2 separate regions of the Mus musculus genome follow, and region 2 is linked to region 1. The links are chromatin contacts, called in public HiChIP or PLAC-seq maps. All regions are on one chromosome and are shown on one strand. Each heading gives the region's core, a stretch centred on a gene start, on an enhancer-like site or on the middle of the called end of the contact. The rest is flanking DNA. Distances are from core to core; before and after follow the strand shown. Region 1 holds the start of Ranbp9 (RAN binding protein 9). Region 2 holds the start of Gmpr (guanosine monophosphate reductase).

The links. HiChIP or PLAC-seq counts read pairs in DNA pulled down with a chosen protein or histone mark.
Region 2: an H3K4me3 HiChIP or PLAC-seq map of stem cell-derived neural progenitor cells shows a contact between it and region 1, with 3 times the contacts expected there. The contact joins the promoter of Gmpr here to the promoter of Ranbp9 in region 1. A contact is called at or near these places in 2 of 39 promoter capture datasets (hippocampal neurons and pre-B cells) and 2 of 115 datasets of contacts at active chromatin or transcription factors (embryonic limb bud and stem cell-derived neural progenitor cells).

Annotation. Positions count from the first base shown.
Region 1 is chr13:43,479,065-43,482,939 of GRCm38.p6, forward strand. Ranbp9 (RAN binding protein 9) reads right to left here and starts at 1,909. Exons shown (of 14, transcript NM_019930.2): 1 at 1,348-1,909. The coding sequence starts at 1,864.
Region 2 is chr13:45,505,705-45,509,894 of GRCm38.p6, forward strand. It overlaps Gmpr (guanosine monophosphate reductase), which reads left to right and starts at 1,740. Exons shown (of 9, transcript NM_025508.5): 1 at 1,740-2,039. The coding sequence starts at 1,953.

The sequences.
Region 1 (3,875 bases), core at 659-3,158:
TCAAATCTAACAAAAGCATTCTGGCTGCCAAAACAGAAGTAAACACTTCATAACATAGCACTCACTGTTCACACAAATTTAAAAACAAAATTAAGTAACAATCTACAAGGAAAGCAACAAAATGTCCTAACTGAAAGGAAGAAGAAAAAAAAAACTTCAGTATTTTGAAATTTTCAGCCACTTACACCAAGGAACATAACGTTCAAAATAATAAGTACTTCTTTGGATCTATGGCAAGAATAAAAAGGAATGTTCAACAAGGCCCATCTTTGTGTAGATTCTTTACAGCCAAAGCATTCAGCAGATTTCTGTTGCCATAAGCGTTTCTAATTAAATAGTAGCCGATTTGTCAAGAGTCTTCGCAAACCCTGTTCTGAATTCTTTCAGAATCTTACAGCAAGGTTGTTTATATCCTCACTAGGAGCCAAAGACCCTTCCTTTAGAGCCAATCAAAATGAGCCTGCTTAGAATGTAAAATCCTCTGCTTTAGATTTAGGGCCTAAAACACCGACTGTGTTCAAACTGATACCACTGCATTTTTTTCTTTGCCCCTTCCACACAGCTAAACTTGACGTATGCCATTAATCTGAGCTACATTTCAAAAACCCCTTACTGGCATTTATAATCTTCTATACAACCAGTTTGCTTAAAGCTTTGTTTTAACCTAGGAAAAAGTGGGGATGGGAGAAAGCAGCAGCCTAAGGTGGTTAACTTTGTTAACTGCAGGTGCAAAATATAAGCCAGTTTTGGTTTTTTTTTTTTTGTTTTTTGTTTTTGAAAATGCTAATCGGTATGTTTTAAAACCCTTGTTTTCAACAAAACTTCATGTAACACCAACCCGGAAACACGGGGCATTTCCAATCCGGAGGGGGGGGGGGTCTGCTCCCCGAAGAAAACAGGGAATCCTGAGGTTCCTCTCCCAGTTGCTTTCAGTAAGGTGCAATGATGGCCAACTTGGGCCCCTTGTCCTTTTGTCCCCCTAGACAATCTCTGGCCTAATTTGGGACAAATCCTCCACTGATCACGCCTCCCTCCCCCTCCTGTGGATCTCTGTTCTCCCTTAATTAGAAACTGTACCTCGGAATCGTGCCTCTCACCCCTGCTGCGTAAGAGGAGATGGCCTGACCCTCCACCTGGAGAACAATGTAACCCAACTCCGGCCCATAGATTTATCTCCAGGAAATCAGAAGGTGCGATGTGTCTGGTCATCCCGGATTCCCTCAAAGCGTCCAGCTCCGGGCCTAGGGATCCCAGCTCCTTCCCACCTGGGACCCCACTCTCACCTTCCCTCGCCCAGAGCCTCGCCCCGCACCGTCCGATCTCTCCGCCGGACCCCGCGCCCCGTACCTTTGTAGTGCACCCGCAGGTTGTTCTGCGAGAGGCCGATGTAGCTGAACTTGTCCTTCGGGCTCCAGGACCGGGGCAGCGGCGTCTCCTGCTCATCCACAGCCGGGTAGAGGCGCTTCAGCCGCCTCTGCAGCTCCTTCTCCTGCTCGTTGAGGGCCGAGTCGCCGTGCGGGAAAGGGGCAGCGGCGCTGCTGCCCGCCGCCAGGCCCGGGACCGGGACGCCTGCGGCCGGGCCGGGGCCCACCGCCAGGCCGGGCGGCGCGGTGGCGGGGGCGGCCGCCGAGGCGGGGGGCGGCGGCGCGGCGGTGGCCGGGGGAGGCGGCGGCGGCGGCGGCGGGTGGAGCAGCAGGGCGGCCGCTGCGGCCCCCAAGCCTCCACCGGGCGAGCCGGCCGGGGAGGAGCCGGCGCTGGCGGCCGCGGCCGCGGGCAGGGCGACTCCGGAGCCCGGGGCCCCGGCGGCGGGCGGCGGCGGCGGCGGCTGCTGTTGCGGCGGCGGTGGCGGCGGCTGCCCGGACATCCCGGCCGCGACTCAGCCTGCGGCACCTCCACTCGTCCCTGCTTCCTCCTGCGCTTCCCGGGGGCGCTGTCGCTGCGGCCGCCGGCACCAGGCGCCCAGAGTCCGCCCGCCCCGGAAGCAGGCGGCGGGCCGCGCGGCCCGGCGGAGCGCGGCGGTTGAGGAGACCGACCGCGGGCGGGCGCGAGGGAGCGTTGGCCAGGCGCTGGCGGGCACGCGACCGGGAGCGATGCGGTGGGACAGCGAGGGGAGCGGGCGGAAGGGCGCGCGGCCCTGGGCGACGCGGTGAAGCGGGGAAGAGAGACTGCGAGGAGGTGCGAGCGGCCGCGGCGGCCGCTGCTCTCGCGGCTGTTTCCCGGCGGGCGAGCGAGCGGGCGGGCGGCGCGAGACGCTGCGCGCGGGCGGCGCCAGGCGAGGAGGCGGGCCGCGGCGCGAGGGGCGGGCCTGGTGCGCGCGCGGACGGCCTTCTCCGCGGCCTGGGGCTCGCCGGCGCGGGCGAGGACGCGGGCGCGGGTTCGGCCGCGGGCCTCCGGTGGCTGCGGGATCCTAGCTGCGCCGACCGGCGGCCTCGTCGCGTCTCGACGGGCCGTCCCCCTCAGCCGCCGGGAGGCCGCAGCGCGCCCAGGCGAGAGCAATCGAGCCCTGCTGCGCCGCCGGGAGCTGAGCCCGGGGTTTCTAACGCCTTACCGCCTAGCTAGCGGGTCAATAAAGGGCCCTTGGAAACCATTTCTGAAGGCGAAGTCTCCCGCTTCATGAGTGACCCTCTCGTTAATTAATTAATTTATGAGGAGTCCGAGTGAACTTAATGGGGGAGAAACAGCCACGTTAGGAATACCAATCAAGACGGGCAGATCGTCAAAGGGCAGGAATGCGAACTGTGTGAGCGTTTAGGAAGGGCTTCTGGAGACAGACGTCAAAACATTTTATAAGCTCATTAATTCTCATCATAGGCCTCTTTGTTAGGTAGCAGAGAATTATGCCCATTTTTTTTTAAACATGGAAATATTTACTGAGGTCAGCAGAGTTTTAAAAAAGGAGACTTCCTACTTTGCAATTCTCAGTAGAGTGCTTGGTCAACCCGTGTGGCACAATTTGCCAAGTGTTGCTCTCTGACCCCCACATAGCATTACTAGTCTGTTTTCGGCACTTCCCTTTGTTTAACCTACCCTTTCCTTAGCCCGGCAAAAATCAGGCTTCACTCCCATAATCTACATGGTACAGATTCCGATGCTGTGTTAGCTTCCGGAGATGATATGCTGGCTCTGATTGGACCGTATAAGCATGGAATGGTTGGTTAATAGAGAACTAGTTATTTTGTTTTTGAAGCGAATGGGTCAATGGTGACTTAATCGAAGACTCCCATGGACATAGCGCCTAGCCAGTTGTAGCAGTCCTTCTGCCTAATTTCCATCTTAAATTACCCACACTAGACACTCCATTGTTCATTAGTAATAAAATGCCCCATAACTCTAACCTCGGCTCTACATTTTTTTTAACAAATCACAGCATGTTTACATGACGCCACTGAATTTAAAAAACACTAAAACTTTCGTTTATACTAAAATAAAAGGAGTTCAATGGAAGCCATGTTCTACATATTGGTAGCCAAGATGGACCCCACGGGCTCCAAGCCTCATCAAACAACCTTGACATTCATTAAGATTTTACACATGGACTGGTGAGACGGCTCAGCAGTTAAGAGCACCGATTGCTCTTCCAGAGGTCCTGAGTTCAATTCCCAGCAACCACATGGTGACTCACAACCATCTGTACTGGGGTCTGATGGCCCCTCTGGTGTGTCTGAAGACAACTACAGTGTACTTATATAAATAATAAATAAATAAATATTAAGAAAAAAAGATTTTAGTCATGAAATTTTTCTGTCAGGGCACTTAGAACTTTTTACATACCCTAGGCACTGTTAAGGGAATGGAACCTTCTGAAACCTTGTCAAAATCTTTTTCTTGGAGAAACTGGTTGTCCTCCAGTCGGTGTCAACAGATTAATGAACTGT
Region 2 (4,190 bases), core at 490-2,989, 2.0 Mb after region 1:
CCACCATGCCCTAACCTTTCCTTTTAACCTATGAAAATACTTGAGTCAGATACCCTCAAGGTCACCCAACTGGAACGTGACCAAGTTTTCAACCTAGACAGAGGCCCCAAGACACTTCATTTACGTAAGCCTTGTTTTGTTTTGTTTTGTTTTGTTCTGCTCCTGTGTTCATCCCCCCCCCCCCCCCACACACACACACATACACACTTTTCTGCTTTAGCTGGAACACTGGTCATGCTCATTGCCACTGACTGACACAGTCTCAAACCCACCCCCTCTTTGGATAATCACCCAATGGTTTCTTCTTGAGCACACTGGAGGCCTGTCTCAACACTTGGTGGGCACACTGAGAGGGGAATTAGGGAAGCCAAAACTTTTAGCCTTTTGTAAGTAAGGGCACAGTAAAGAAAGCTCCAGGATGGTGAGTTTTCATTAGTTCTGGAGAAGGTTTTTGTCTTAGTCACCGTTCTGTGGCTGTGAAGGACCAACCAAAGCAGCTCTTATAAAAGAAAGTATTTCTTTGGAGCTCGATTACAGTTTTGGAGGCTTAGTCCATTACCATTATGCCAGACAGCATGCCAAGCAGATGGAATGACCCTGGGCCTCAAAGCCCACCCCCCACCCCCCAGTGACATACTTCCTCCAACAAGGCCACACCTCCTAATCCTTCTAATCTCTTCAAAAAGGTTCACTGTTCACAGGTTGATTACTAAGCATTCAAATATGGGAGCCCATAGGGGCCATTCCTGCTCAAACCACCACACTTTTTATTGTAGATAAGAAAGAAAGAACAGCCAGAGGCACCTGGAGGAGTCCAGAGCAGAGAGGAAAAGAAGACTGGTTGTGGATAGGCTTTTTGTGGGGAGGATAGAGAAAATAATGGGGGGGGAGAAGAATAGCAAAAATGATGAGAGACTCCTACCCTCTACAAGGAGGAGGTGGGAGAGCAGGTCAGCTGGAACAGCCTTGGAACTAGCATAGTGGAGGGTGAGTTGGGGAGGTGAGAACAAGAAGGCTCTCTATCACAGGGGCCTTGACATTTCTTACAAATGTGTGTTACCAGAGGAGCCTGGAGGTTGACTTTGGTCTGTGATATGTAATCATGGGTATATGCCAAAGAAGGTGGCCCTTTCTCACGTATTCCGAAAGAATCCTGCATGTGAGCTCTGATCTCCAGCAATCTTTTTGTCTACCTTGCCAGCATTCAGCAGGAGCTAAGCATTTGACTATCATTTTGGACCAAGTCAGTGAGCTCTCTGCTTCTCCCTCCTTAGAGGGGGTTTGGGAATTCACTTTGGAACACATATGAAGGCCATACTCTACAGCCAGGCTTAGTGGCTCATGTCTTTGGCAGAGGCAGGCAGATCTCTTGTGAGTTTGAGGCAGGCCTGGTCTACATAGTGAGTTCCAAGACAGCAAGAGCTACATAGTGAAACCCGGTCCTAAACAAAACGGAACAAAACAAAACGTACTCTCTGGTCTCCTAACCTTCTCCTTTGGTCACCCCTATGAGTACGATCAGGGTATACCCCGGGGAATGGGAGACTTTGTGCAAGTCTAATCCGCACCCATTTCGCAGCTCAGCCCAGGTCAGAGCTCTCTAGGGTGCTGCATGGCAGAATCCAGGCTCACTGCTAGACTCAAGCAGAAGGAGGGGGCGCTTAGGCAGAGAGAACTGGGCCCGGGGCGGGGCTCAGCTCAGAGACCCGGGATGTGGGCGGGACCTGGAAGCCGGGGGCGGGGCGCTCCCTTGGGGCGCCTGGCGTTGGGGAACGGAGCTGGGGGCTCCGGGTGCGCGGGCATAAGAACAAGGCGTGCGCACCGGGTTCGCGGAGCACCAGTCTGCGCACAGCCACCCGGGCGCCACTGTACGCACGCGCCCCGCAGCTCCCGGCTGACGCCGGCCTTCGCACCGCCTCCGCCGCAGGAAGCTACCGCGCACCGCTAGCACCATGCCCCGCATAGACGCGGACCTTAAACTCGACTTCAAGGATGTTCTGCTGCGACCTAAGCGGAGCAGCCTCAAGAGCCGATCCGAGGTGGGGCCGCTGGCATACCGCCTTCGGGTTGGCAAGGGGGAAGTGGGTGCAAAGGGAGGCACAGGGTGCCTTAATTGTGCCCGAGGCAGGGGCGTCACACCCTTTCCCCCACCTGAGAAAGGGGGAAGGCCAGTCGGTTTTCTCTTACACCTGGATTGTCTCTAGTTAGGGCCAGTGACAAGGGGGTGCTAGTTCGGGCCTGGAATTATAAATGCGTCTGCCTACCGGTGGTGGGCTTGGGGAAGTTCACACTGACACAGAGGAGCTAAGATCAACCAACCGAATGTCCAGTGACTTTAAAAGGAATGGTCTCAGGAGAGGCGCTCCGGGGAGGAGAGGAAACAGTGGGGCTAGGATGAAAGGAAGGGAAATACAACTGCAGATTCAAGCTTGGAATTTGGAACAGTGTTTCCTGGCGCTGGGACCTGCCTCTGCTGATTTAGCATCAGGTCCTGTGTCTGCGAACCGGGCGGAAAAGCCGGGCGCTCCCGGCAGGCACTTCTTTTCTTTTCTCTTTTCTTTTCTTTCTTTCTTTCTTTCTTTTTTTTTTTCTTGAGTTTAAATGGTCTTGCAGGAGCTGAGCTGGGGACCTGCTTTTTGGTGGCACTCTGCGGTACTGGACAGCTTGCAGTTCCAGCCCAGAGTAATGCAAGCGGACAGCGCTGGGGTGAGGGTCATTTGGGCCATTTGGAAGTTAGTTGTACCATGATAAGATGAGCGCCTGGGAACAGGTGGAGACGGGAGACGGCCGAGGTCAGACCTTGAAGGATAAATAGTTTTCTAGAAAGGCGGAGCTCGCTGGTGGAGTTGTTCCTGAACCGTGGCTTGGCTCTGTTGGGGGGAGTTCAGGAGGAAGAGCCTGAAAGGACAGGGGCGGGGGTTGGGGGAAGCTAAGCCTGCCTGCCCGCCCCATCCCTTTTGCTCAACAAACAAGACCATAAATAAATCCCCTCAGCAAACAACTCGCTCCGGTGCCCAGGCCCGACTGCAGTGCCTGCAGCTGCCAGCTGAGGGTTGGTATGAATTAGGACTGCCTTCTGGGCTAGCCAATGAGAGAGTAGAACTTTCCTGAAGCAGGGGTATTGGCAGCTTGGAGGCAGAACTGGACCAGGCAAGACTTGGGGGGTGGGTTAAGGGGGAGTGATGGACTCTTACCCATCCAGATTAGATGCCACTGGGGCTGCTGGTCATCCTGTGCTTTCAGATGCTAAAAAACAGGGCAAACCCTTGGAACAAAAATAAACACTAGAGAACCCCCCCCCCTGCACCCACCCCTACCCCCGGAGTGTTGAATAGAAACTAGGAGCCAGTAAATTCCTAAACCCAGGTCAGGATGAAGTGTTTGCATTCTAGGCTGACTAATAATTTGGTGGCTTCAGTGTTTGTCTGTTTTTTTTTTTAATGTTTGTTTAAATTTTAGTTAGACATGAGCCACTTATTTATAAACACATACACGTTTATCCATCCACAGCAAGGGTCTATGCATTTTCTGAACTAGCAAAGCTCTTGAGAAAGGGCAGTGTTAATATTTACGTGAGCCGTATGATGTCATGCAACCCCTGGTTTGGGGCTGATGGCCTCTCTTAATGTCCCAGCCTGGGTTGAATCTTGGAATCTGTGTATACCTGTCACAGTGAGAATTGTGCCCTAGAGGACTGTTGTCTCATATTGTAGCTTTTGTGAGAGAACTACCTGGATTGGCTCTTCCGATTGTTTGTGGTCTAGCCTCCTGTGGCTGGCCACTCCTGCCTGGTGGATGAGCTCACATAATGCCACTTGCTTGCCTGGCACTGCAGAAGGGGCTGCCTTGGCCTCTCTACCGTTCCAGCTCAGCGTTTCTCGTGCTATCAGGCAGGCACAACCAGGGGCTTGAAGTGAGTTCGCCCAGGTAGAAATAATATGTAGAAGCGGATTGGAAACAGTGGGGTAGATAGGCAATTAACATTTCAACAGCTTTGAGGGGGAGGCATAAGAGAAAATGGATACCAACTAGAACAGAACCTGGCAGGGATGGGTTTTTACCAATGCAGCAGTTTGTTCAGAACCAGACCTGATTCATCAGCTTACAGGAAATGAAATTTGTTCCAGAGGCAGGGGGACAGGGAGAGTCGTTGCAACTAGGCAATGCATTTATGGAGGAGCAGGCTAGTC